Regions from separate parts of the Gossypium arboreum genome. Here region 1 is linked to region 2. A link is a contact called in public Hi-C data. All regions are on one chromosome and are shown on one strand. Each heading gives the region's core, a stretch centred on a gene start, on an enhancer-like site or on the middle of the called end of the contact. The rest is flanking DNA. Distances are from core to core; before and after follow the strand shown.

Region 1 (4,740 bases), core at 2,238-4,737, 140 kb before region 2:
TGAGTGATGTATGTATGTTTAATATGGATATGTTAAAGGAAGAGTTCTTAATGTTAACTAGTTTGGCCTGTTGTGAATTGGATTTAGCTTAGGGGAAATAAAAAGGTGAATGATTCCATAAATTTGTGCTTTGAACATGTCATTGTTCATGCATTTTAAATGGATTTGCTTAAAAACATGAAAACGTGCTGCCTCATGGCAACAGTTTTCTTAGATTATTAGGACCAAGTACAATGTATTTTTTTTATTAAGGACAGCTCTTCCAACAAAATTGTCAAACATACATGTGCAAACAATCCGAGAAAATTTTATTAGTTTTCTTAGAATAAAAGGCTGACTCATGGCAACAGTTTTCCCTTCATTCTCTAGAACTACAGTTTGGAAGATCTTAATTCCTCAGTACAATGAGCAACCATGTTGCATATGAGGCTAGAACGAGGCAGCAAATGAAACCTGAAAATGGCAGTCCAATCTCATCACAAAGATTAGTTGGAAAGACACGGTTCAGTTCTTGAATCGAAACTGCTGAATCACTCTCGAACAAGGTATGTTGAATAAGTTTCAATGGTAGCTGCAAGATGCATAGTTTGACGGATAGCCATCGCAGTCTAATATCTCAATCCTCGGATCAAGGCTTGCTGTGTCAAACTACCATTTCCATCTTGAAAGCAAAGCAGACGGAGCTGTATAATGATTCAGCCGTCACATAACAAGTGGAATATGCCACCTCAAACAATCAGATTACCTCATGTGAGAGACACCATCAGCTTCTGCAGTTCTGCGGCCTATGGTTAACACTTCCATTCATACAGTTATCGATAATAGATAGGTCACCAAAAGTCCTTACAAGAGCAACATCCATTCTTAAAATGGTGGAACCTGCTGGCATCCCTAACTATGATTTCTCGACAGTAAATTTTAGATAGAAGCTTAAAGGCTGAGTGACAATCTCCGCAAACACGAAGGTTCTTCATTATTCTTATGGTTTCTCCAGTACTGGAGTTGACTAGCCCAAATGCCAATGCCAATTTCTCACTGTGATATGAGACAACAGTTTCCTTCTCTTCTTCATCAATATCAAACACTACTTGTGCGGTATTCGGAACATACCCAGCAGATTTAAGCTGCATTGCCATATCCTGGAGCATGGATTCAATCCTTTTGTCTTGCAAGTGAGACTTGTCACTAGCCAAAAACCAATGAATTGTCCCCTGAAACTCAGTATAGCTCCACCCAGGTGGCTTCTGGATGCCCTTATCTTCCATCAACTTCCGAACTCTCACAGCTTGTTCCCATTTGTTCGTATTGGCAAGCATGTTGGACAACAAAACGTAATGAGCTCCATGATCAGGCTCCAGTTCGATAAGTTTTTGGGCAGCAACTTCACCAATCTTAACATTTCCATGGAGTTTACAAGCACCCAATAAAGCTCTCCATATTACTGAATTGGCCTCAAATGGCATACTTCGAATTAAATCATAAGCTTCATCCAAGCAACCATCTCTGCCAAGGAGGTCAACCATGCAACCATAATGTTCCTTATGTGGTCTAATACCATAGACATCCAACATTGATCTAAATAATTCTTTGCCCTCTTCAATTAGCCCACTGTGGCTGCAAGCGGATAAAACTGCCACAAAGCTAACACTATCTGGTCCCAGCCCTACTGATTCCATTTCCCTAAAAACAGCTAAAGCAGACTTACCAAGACCATGCTGAGCCAGACCAGAGATCATGGAATTGAAAAGTGAAACGGTCCTTAAACCCTTCGGGATCCTGTGAAACATATGTAGAGAAGAATCTATCTTTCCACCTTTTGAATACATATCGATTAATGCAGTCGAAAGGATAATATTTTGGCTGCATAACTCACCCCCTATGTACCTACCATGAAGCCTCTCACCTAAACTAAGAGCTCCGAGTCCGGCACAGGCTGAAAGAACAGCAGCCATAGTACATTCATCTGGTCTTATTCCCAAATATTCCATCTGTGCAAAAAGTTCCAATGCTTCACTGTATTGTCCTGACTGAGAATAACCACTAATCATAGCCGTCCAACAAATCAAATCCCGTTGGTCCATCTGATCAAACATCCTTCTAGCAGCTGCAGTTTCTCCACGTCGAGCATATCCCGATATCATGGAACTCCAAGCTGCAGTGCTTTTATTACTTGCCATTGAGCTAAACACCCTGTCAGCCAAATCCATCAACCCAGACTTTGCATACATATCAAGAATAGCAGCCTTAAGCAATCCGTTAGAGTCAACACAAGAGAGGTTCCTGTAAACAAAACCATGAATCTGTTTCCCAATCCTAGAATCATCCAATGATGAAAATGCAGACAACAAAGCAACAAAAGTGAACTCATCGGGCACAATGCCAGACTCTTGCATTTTTCTAAACAGACGCAGAGCAGGCCCTGGTCGGCCCACTAAACCATACCCATTTATCATGGTATTATAAGAAACAAGGTCTCTAACAAGACTTCCTTCAAATACAATCCGGGCATCATTTAAATGTTTGAAAACCGAATAGAAATGCATCAAAGCATTCCCAACATAAAGATCCAAGTCAAACCCAAATTTTATGATATGACTGTGAACTTGAATTCCTGGTTTAAGGGTAGATAGTCTTGCACAGGAATTGAGTAAGAATGGGAAAGTGAAGTTGTTCGGAGATTGGTTTACTTGGTGGAGCATGGATGAGTAGAAGACAAGTGATTTTTCAGGGAATTTACTATGGGAAAAACCCCTTATCATGGTGTTGTATATGAATTGATTTGGTTGTTCAATTTGGCAGAAGATAATCTGAGAGTAGTTAAGGCCCTCTTCGGAACCCAGCAAGGCAAAGAAAGAGATGAGTCTGCTAATGGGGAAGACATGGTGTTGGAAGCCATTGAGGATTATTTGAGCATGGACTTGAAATGCTTGTTTGATGGTTTTACAAGATTCTAACAAAGGCAATAGTGGTGAGATTTCAAAAGGTAGCATTTTCAAGGGTAGCTGAGAAGAAAGAACACCCACCGAGCTCTGCCTATGTTAGAGGATACAGAGAGAATATGAACATTGAAGAATCAACAAAAGGCATATCATATCATATCTTTCTCCTCTGCTGTTACCGGGCAATTACTCCCTGACTGACTTAACAGCTCTTTGTCATTTCCCTTGCAGCACGAAATACAGTACTTTGAACCAAAATTCAAAATTGTTATGACAAGCAACAAGTCTAAAGATCATCCATCAAAATTGGAACTTTCTTCTTCTTCTTTTTTCCGTATGGTTATGATCCATGTACCATGTACCATAAAGCTGGTGTGTAGGCAAGAGCCCCGCAGCCTCGGTCCCCGGAGGATTAGGTTATAATCCCTACAGGTTTTTAAATAGTTTATCAGGTGATTTCTGTAGGAAGTGGGCACTCCAATTGTTCATGGACAATGAATTCGAAAGGCCTGTCCATTCACCTTGTTTAGCTTGCTGTTGTGCTTTTGAAGCCTTTTAACTGCCTATAGCGAAAACAAAAATAAATTCTTTTACCCCATTACTCTTTTTTAAAAAAAAAAAAACTACTCCAATACCTCTCAATTTTGATATTAAAAAATTAGTCCTTTTAAAAAATTAAAATAATTTAATCCCTGTCAATTTAGAAAGTAGACGACTAAGAATAATTAATCACAATATTAATTTTTCATCGATTTTATATAGGTATAATAACAAATTTAGCTCTAATTATTTACATATTCTATCAATTTGGTCATGATTTAACAAATTTAGCCCACAATATTCTTATAAATATGTAAATATTGAGGTTAAATTTTAAATTTTTTAGAATCAAGACGAAATTAACAAAATATGTCAATATTAATAGCTAAATTTGTTATTATATCAATTAAAATTATGCACAATTGATTTAAAACGTTAATGTCGTGATTAATTATCCTTAATTACTCACTTTCAAAATTCATAAGAATTAAATTGCTCTAGTATTTTTAAATTGAACTAAATTACTCAATTTTGAAATTGAGAAAGACTAGAGAGGTCTTTTTATCTTTTTTATTATTTTTCAAAAAAATTCTTTTTCATTATGAATTGCACTCACACAATGTCTAATTTTTCTTGCATTTTAATTTTTTACGAAATTCATTCCTAAAATATTTTGAAAATGCATAAAATATATTAGGTCTAGAGGTGTGCATGAGTCGGGCTACCTAGTCCAGCCTAAAAGTTCGTCCGAAAAATTAGAGGGTTCGGGTAAAAATATAGGCCCAAAATATAGGTTTAGAAAAAAAAAGGCCCGTTTAGAAAATCGGCCAGGCCCCGGGTAAAACTTTTTTGGCCTGGCTCGAATTATATACTAAATATATGTATTTTTTATTTTTAATTTTAATATAACCACTTTTTATTATATTTTCAATTTGTGTATTGTTTTAATAATTATTTTATGTTTTTAAATGTATTTGATTTATTATATTTTAAATTTTTTATTTAATGAAATAAATTAAAAAACTAATATGGGCTGGGCAGGGCTAGACTCATGCTTAACAATTTATTTCGGGTCAGGTTTGGACAAATTTTTAAGCCCATATTTCGGGTCAGACTGGGCCCAAGCCTAAAAAATGGGCCTAAAATTTTGTCGAGGCCCAAATTTACCCCTCGACTCATGCACACATCTAATTACATTAAAACTCAACACTTATGAATATTAAGATTGACTTGAATTAAAGTGATTTTTAAATCTAGAATT
Region 2 (4,267 bases), core at 1,648-4,147:
ACTAAACATGCATCTTAATAGACAAATTGGACGAATTCACAAACATTTGGTCCAAATTGAATAGATCAATGACCATTCAATCTCAATCCTTGATAGAATGAGTGCGCAACAGGATTGTAAGTTTGTCCAAGTCATAGATTTGACTTAGGGATCTAAATGATTGGAAAGAAATTTAGATTTCAACGCAACTTGAAACACACACAAGAAAAATCCAAGTCAGATAAAAAATTAAAAGGAAAAAATTAAAATAAATAATTAAGATAGAAAACAAAACAAATAAATAAATCAAAGTTTTGAATAATTAAACAAGAAAAAAATAGGATAAAGAAGAAAACAAAGAAAATAGATGAAAGAAGATGAAGATGGCGCATAGAAGTCCTAAGGAGCTTTGGAAACCCAATGAATCCACAATCCTCTTCAAACGACTCTAATTTCTCCTCCATAAAAAAACTTGACAAGAAAAAGCTTGAAGATGATCCTCACAATCTGAAAAGATTGTTAAAATTCTTTTAAAATAAAACTCAAGAGAAATTCTTAAAAAGAAAATTTAAAGAGAATTTTATTAATTCAAAGGGAATAATGAATTAATTGCTTGTTGAATAATTGTGTACAATGAAGAGTCATTTATATAGGCTAATTAAGTAAATCCAAATAAAATTCTTAAGTATACTAAAACTCTAATTAACCTAAAGAAGTAGTTTTAAACTAAACTTTCTTATTGACATAAAACTCCTAAATAACTTAAAATATTTAAAAGTTATCCAAAATTCAGAATAAATAAATAATAAAACTTAATAAATACAATATTAGGCTCGTGTATAAAAAAATTAAGCCTGAAATTCAAACCCAATATGATTTAAACTCGACTAAAAAGCCCAAAACTTGTAATTTTTGTAATATTCCCATCTAGAAATTCTACTTGCGCAGACTTCACTAAAAGGGTTATAACTTGAGTTCTGAAACTCAAAATCAAGTACTTCAAAGTGTGTTTTGAAGCCAAGAGATAGCTCTTCAACTCTATTCAGACATCTAAGCCTATAGATTGCTAGATCTCATCCAAAAATTCGTCGCAATTTGACTAATCTTTTCAACTTGAAAATTGATAGTTTGGTTAAATTGACTTTAATAAATTTCACTTATTCCATGCATGTATCATTCCCCCTTTTCTCGAAAAGACCTCACCTATTGTCTTTGATCGAATCTTGGTATGATTTGCTTGGCTTTTGACATTGAAATTAGGCATTGAGACTCGCATCAATCCTCCTCGGTCATTTTGCCAACTCTCAATATTTACACATTGTGTAATTTGTTTTTTTTTTGCAAATTTACTTTTCTTTTTGACATTGAGGGTTAATTTTTAAAAAAATAAAAAATATAAAATTTATTGTTTTGGATTTTTGGGTGTTTCCATTTTTGTATATTTTCAATCAAATGTAGATGATAAATTTGTTTTTTTAGCTTTTTAGGCAAAAATGTCAAGAAAAAAAAAAGCAAAACTCCAAATATGACCAAATTACAATGTGTTTGTTTAGAATCAAGACTTAATTGACATAATGTATAAATGTTGAAGGTTAAAATTGTTATCATGCTAATTTTAAAAGCTCCCATCGTTAGCCTATTGGTGACCAAAAAAGATAAAATTGAATTGTTGGTGACCATTTTGTAACTTTTCATTGTTGGGTGACTAAAAAAGAAATTTACTAATAGTTGGGTGATTACTAGCAAATTTTACCCTTATTTTATTTTTCAATTATAATAAAAGGAAATAACATTTTAATGATGTGTCAATTTTTTACTGGCCGAAAGTTTTTTTTTTAAAATGGGTATAACATACGGGCCAATATTAATTACGAAATACAGTTTAGGTACCTAACTCAAACAAAAACCATAATTTGAGGGCCAAGTATTAAATTAAACCTATCCTAAAATTTATTTATGCTATTATTTATATAAACTTTAAAATTTACAATTAGGATAAACTATTTATATATTTAAAAATTAAAATTTCGAGAAAAATAAATCTTTAAAAAATTGAATAAGTTTCCTATCCTATATTTAATGCCAACACAACAATACAAATTCATAATATATACATATAACCATATATACATTATGCACATTTAATTAGACACCTATCCATATAGTACTATATACTATAATTTAATTTATATTTATTATTTAAATCAAATATGTTTTTAATCTATATGCAAACTTATTTTAATATTATATTTTTAATAGTATTTTTTTACTTTTTACAATCATTATTACATTTTAGTCCAAACACATCTTGTACCCTTAATTTACTACAATAATTAATTTTAATGTCATAATTTTGTAATTTCACCATTCATCCATAAGACATGTGATAAATTTTTTTATCTATTTTATTAAAATTAAGATTTAAAAATAATTATGCTAAAATTTCTCAAGTAATTTGATATTTTCTCTCTATTACTATTTCAACCGTATTTACTTAATAATTCATTGCAAGTGAGTTTTGTCTGTTAATAAAAAAGTTTTAACAAATAAAAATATAAAAAATTATGTTAAAAGAGATGAAGAAAGAAAGAAAAGCAGAGAGAGAATTAGAAGAGAATAAAAAAAGTTAAAAGAACATAAAAAATATTAAATTGCATAAAATAAAATAAAATATGGATATCAATTATATAATTTAATTTAAAATTTTTATTTGTAATGAATATTTAATGTGTCATGTCAATTTACCGTTATATCATTAACTATAATTAATAATTTAATGACTAAAATATTATAAGACATTAAAGTAAATAATTAAAATGTAACCTAAAATAAATAAAATTAATTACTTTAATAGTTAAAGAAAAAGTTAAATCTAAAATAGGGAAGGAAAGGCAACATATATGAGTGGGATCCAAGATCTAAAATGGGAGAAGTTAAATATTGATTAATACAAGGAAGCCCGATGGACAGCCATCCAACAGGCAAAAGTTTCCCGAGGTCTCGGTCATAGAGCAATCCAAGGTCACGTGACCATTAAAACACAACTTAAGTAAAGGACACGTGATGGCGGCTGATGGCCTATGTGCGGTACAGGTGATTTACCATCGAGTGACGTAACATGCTAACTACCTTACCCAGTGAAAAAGGTAAATTAACATATATCGTCGTTTTATCGTGATATATTGAGTTTTTATTTCAAGAAATGCTAAAAATTATTTATTTATATGTTTGAAATTAACTGTTTAAAGGATCCAACTTATCAGATTAATGGTATTTATATCCTCAAATGTAATTTGAATTCGCTTCACATAATTGGTTAGAGATGAGGATGGAGTAGTTGCCGAGATTTTGAGACCAACGGTAAAAACGAGAAAAGAAAGAAAGAAAAATTGACTGCTAAACAACTCCTCCTCCTACAAGTGAACCACAAGCCAAGAAACGCAAAGCAGTAACTTTCCCTCTCTCTCTCTCTCTCTCTGCTTTGCTTTGCTTTGCTTTTTATGTTTTGTCTGTCTGTCTCTCCACAACGCTACTACTCAAACAAGCACTGCAACTTCTCATTGAACCAAAACCCAAAGAATATATCAAATCAATTCCTAATCAAAACCAACTTCTTCACTGTTTCTTCAACCATTCAAGTTATACTACTACTATGGGTATTCTACATGACGACGTTGTGATTATAAGGCCGTCGGAGAAAGAAGGAGACCCCTCTGTTATCACTGTTAACTGCCCTGATAAAACTGGTTTAGGCTCTGATTTATGCCGCATCTTGCTCTTTTTTGGTCTTAGCATTGTCCGAGGAGGTAATTCCAAATCCCCCCCTCCCCTTGTTCTTTTAAACCAAGCTTGCATGTTTTTCCCCACTTTTTCCATTACTTTTTTAAAGTTGGTTTTGATTTTGGTTTTAATGATGAGCATTTGGGAAGTATATCAAAAGTTTGATCATTTGGACTTAAGTTTTGGTCACATGGTTTAGACTTCTTTATGATATATATATATGTTTTAAAAAAAAAAAGAAAGAAAATTAATTAATGATTTTGTTGGGGGGGTTTGTTTTGTGAAGATGTATCTACGGATGGGAAATGGTGTTATATAGTATTTTGGGTGGTTTGTAAGCCAGCGACAAGGTGGGAATTGTTGAAGAAAAGACTAGTTCAGGCTTGCCCTTCTTGCTCTTCTGCTTCTGGAATTTCTTATTACCGTTCTGAGTTGCAGTCTCCTAAGCCTCCTGATGTCTTTCTCATCAAGCTTTGTTGTGTTGATAGAAAAGGCCTTCTGCATGGTA

Evidence for each region. Hi-C and Micro-C count contacts between places; a contact is called where the count stands out from the background.
Region 1: a contact with region 2 is called in a Hi-C map of leaf, with 5 times the contacts expected there. The contact joins the promoter of LOC108460159 here to the promoter of LOC108458137 in region 2. A contact is called at or near these places in 2 of 5 Hi-C or Micro-C datasets (both in leaf).

The regions. Positions count from the first base shown.
Region 1 is chr4:97,430,844-97,435,583 of ASM2569848v2, reverse strand. LOC108460159 (pentatricopeptide repeat-containing protein At2g29760, chloroplastic-like) reads right to left here and starts at 3,487. Exons shown (of 1, transcript XM_017759529.2): 1 at 149-3,487. The coding sequence starts at 2,990. The coding sequence ends at 831.
Region 2 is chr4:97,286,118-97,290,384 of ASM2569848v2, reverse strand. It overlaps LOC108458137 (ACT domain-containing protein ACR10), which reads left to right and starts at 2,897. Exons shown (of 7, transcript XM_053027395.1): 1 at 2,897-3,125; 2 at 3,300-3,785; 3 at 4,046-4,264. The coding sequence starts at 3,632.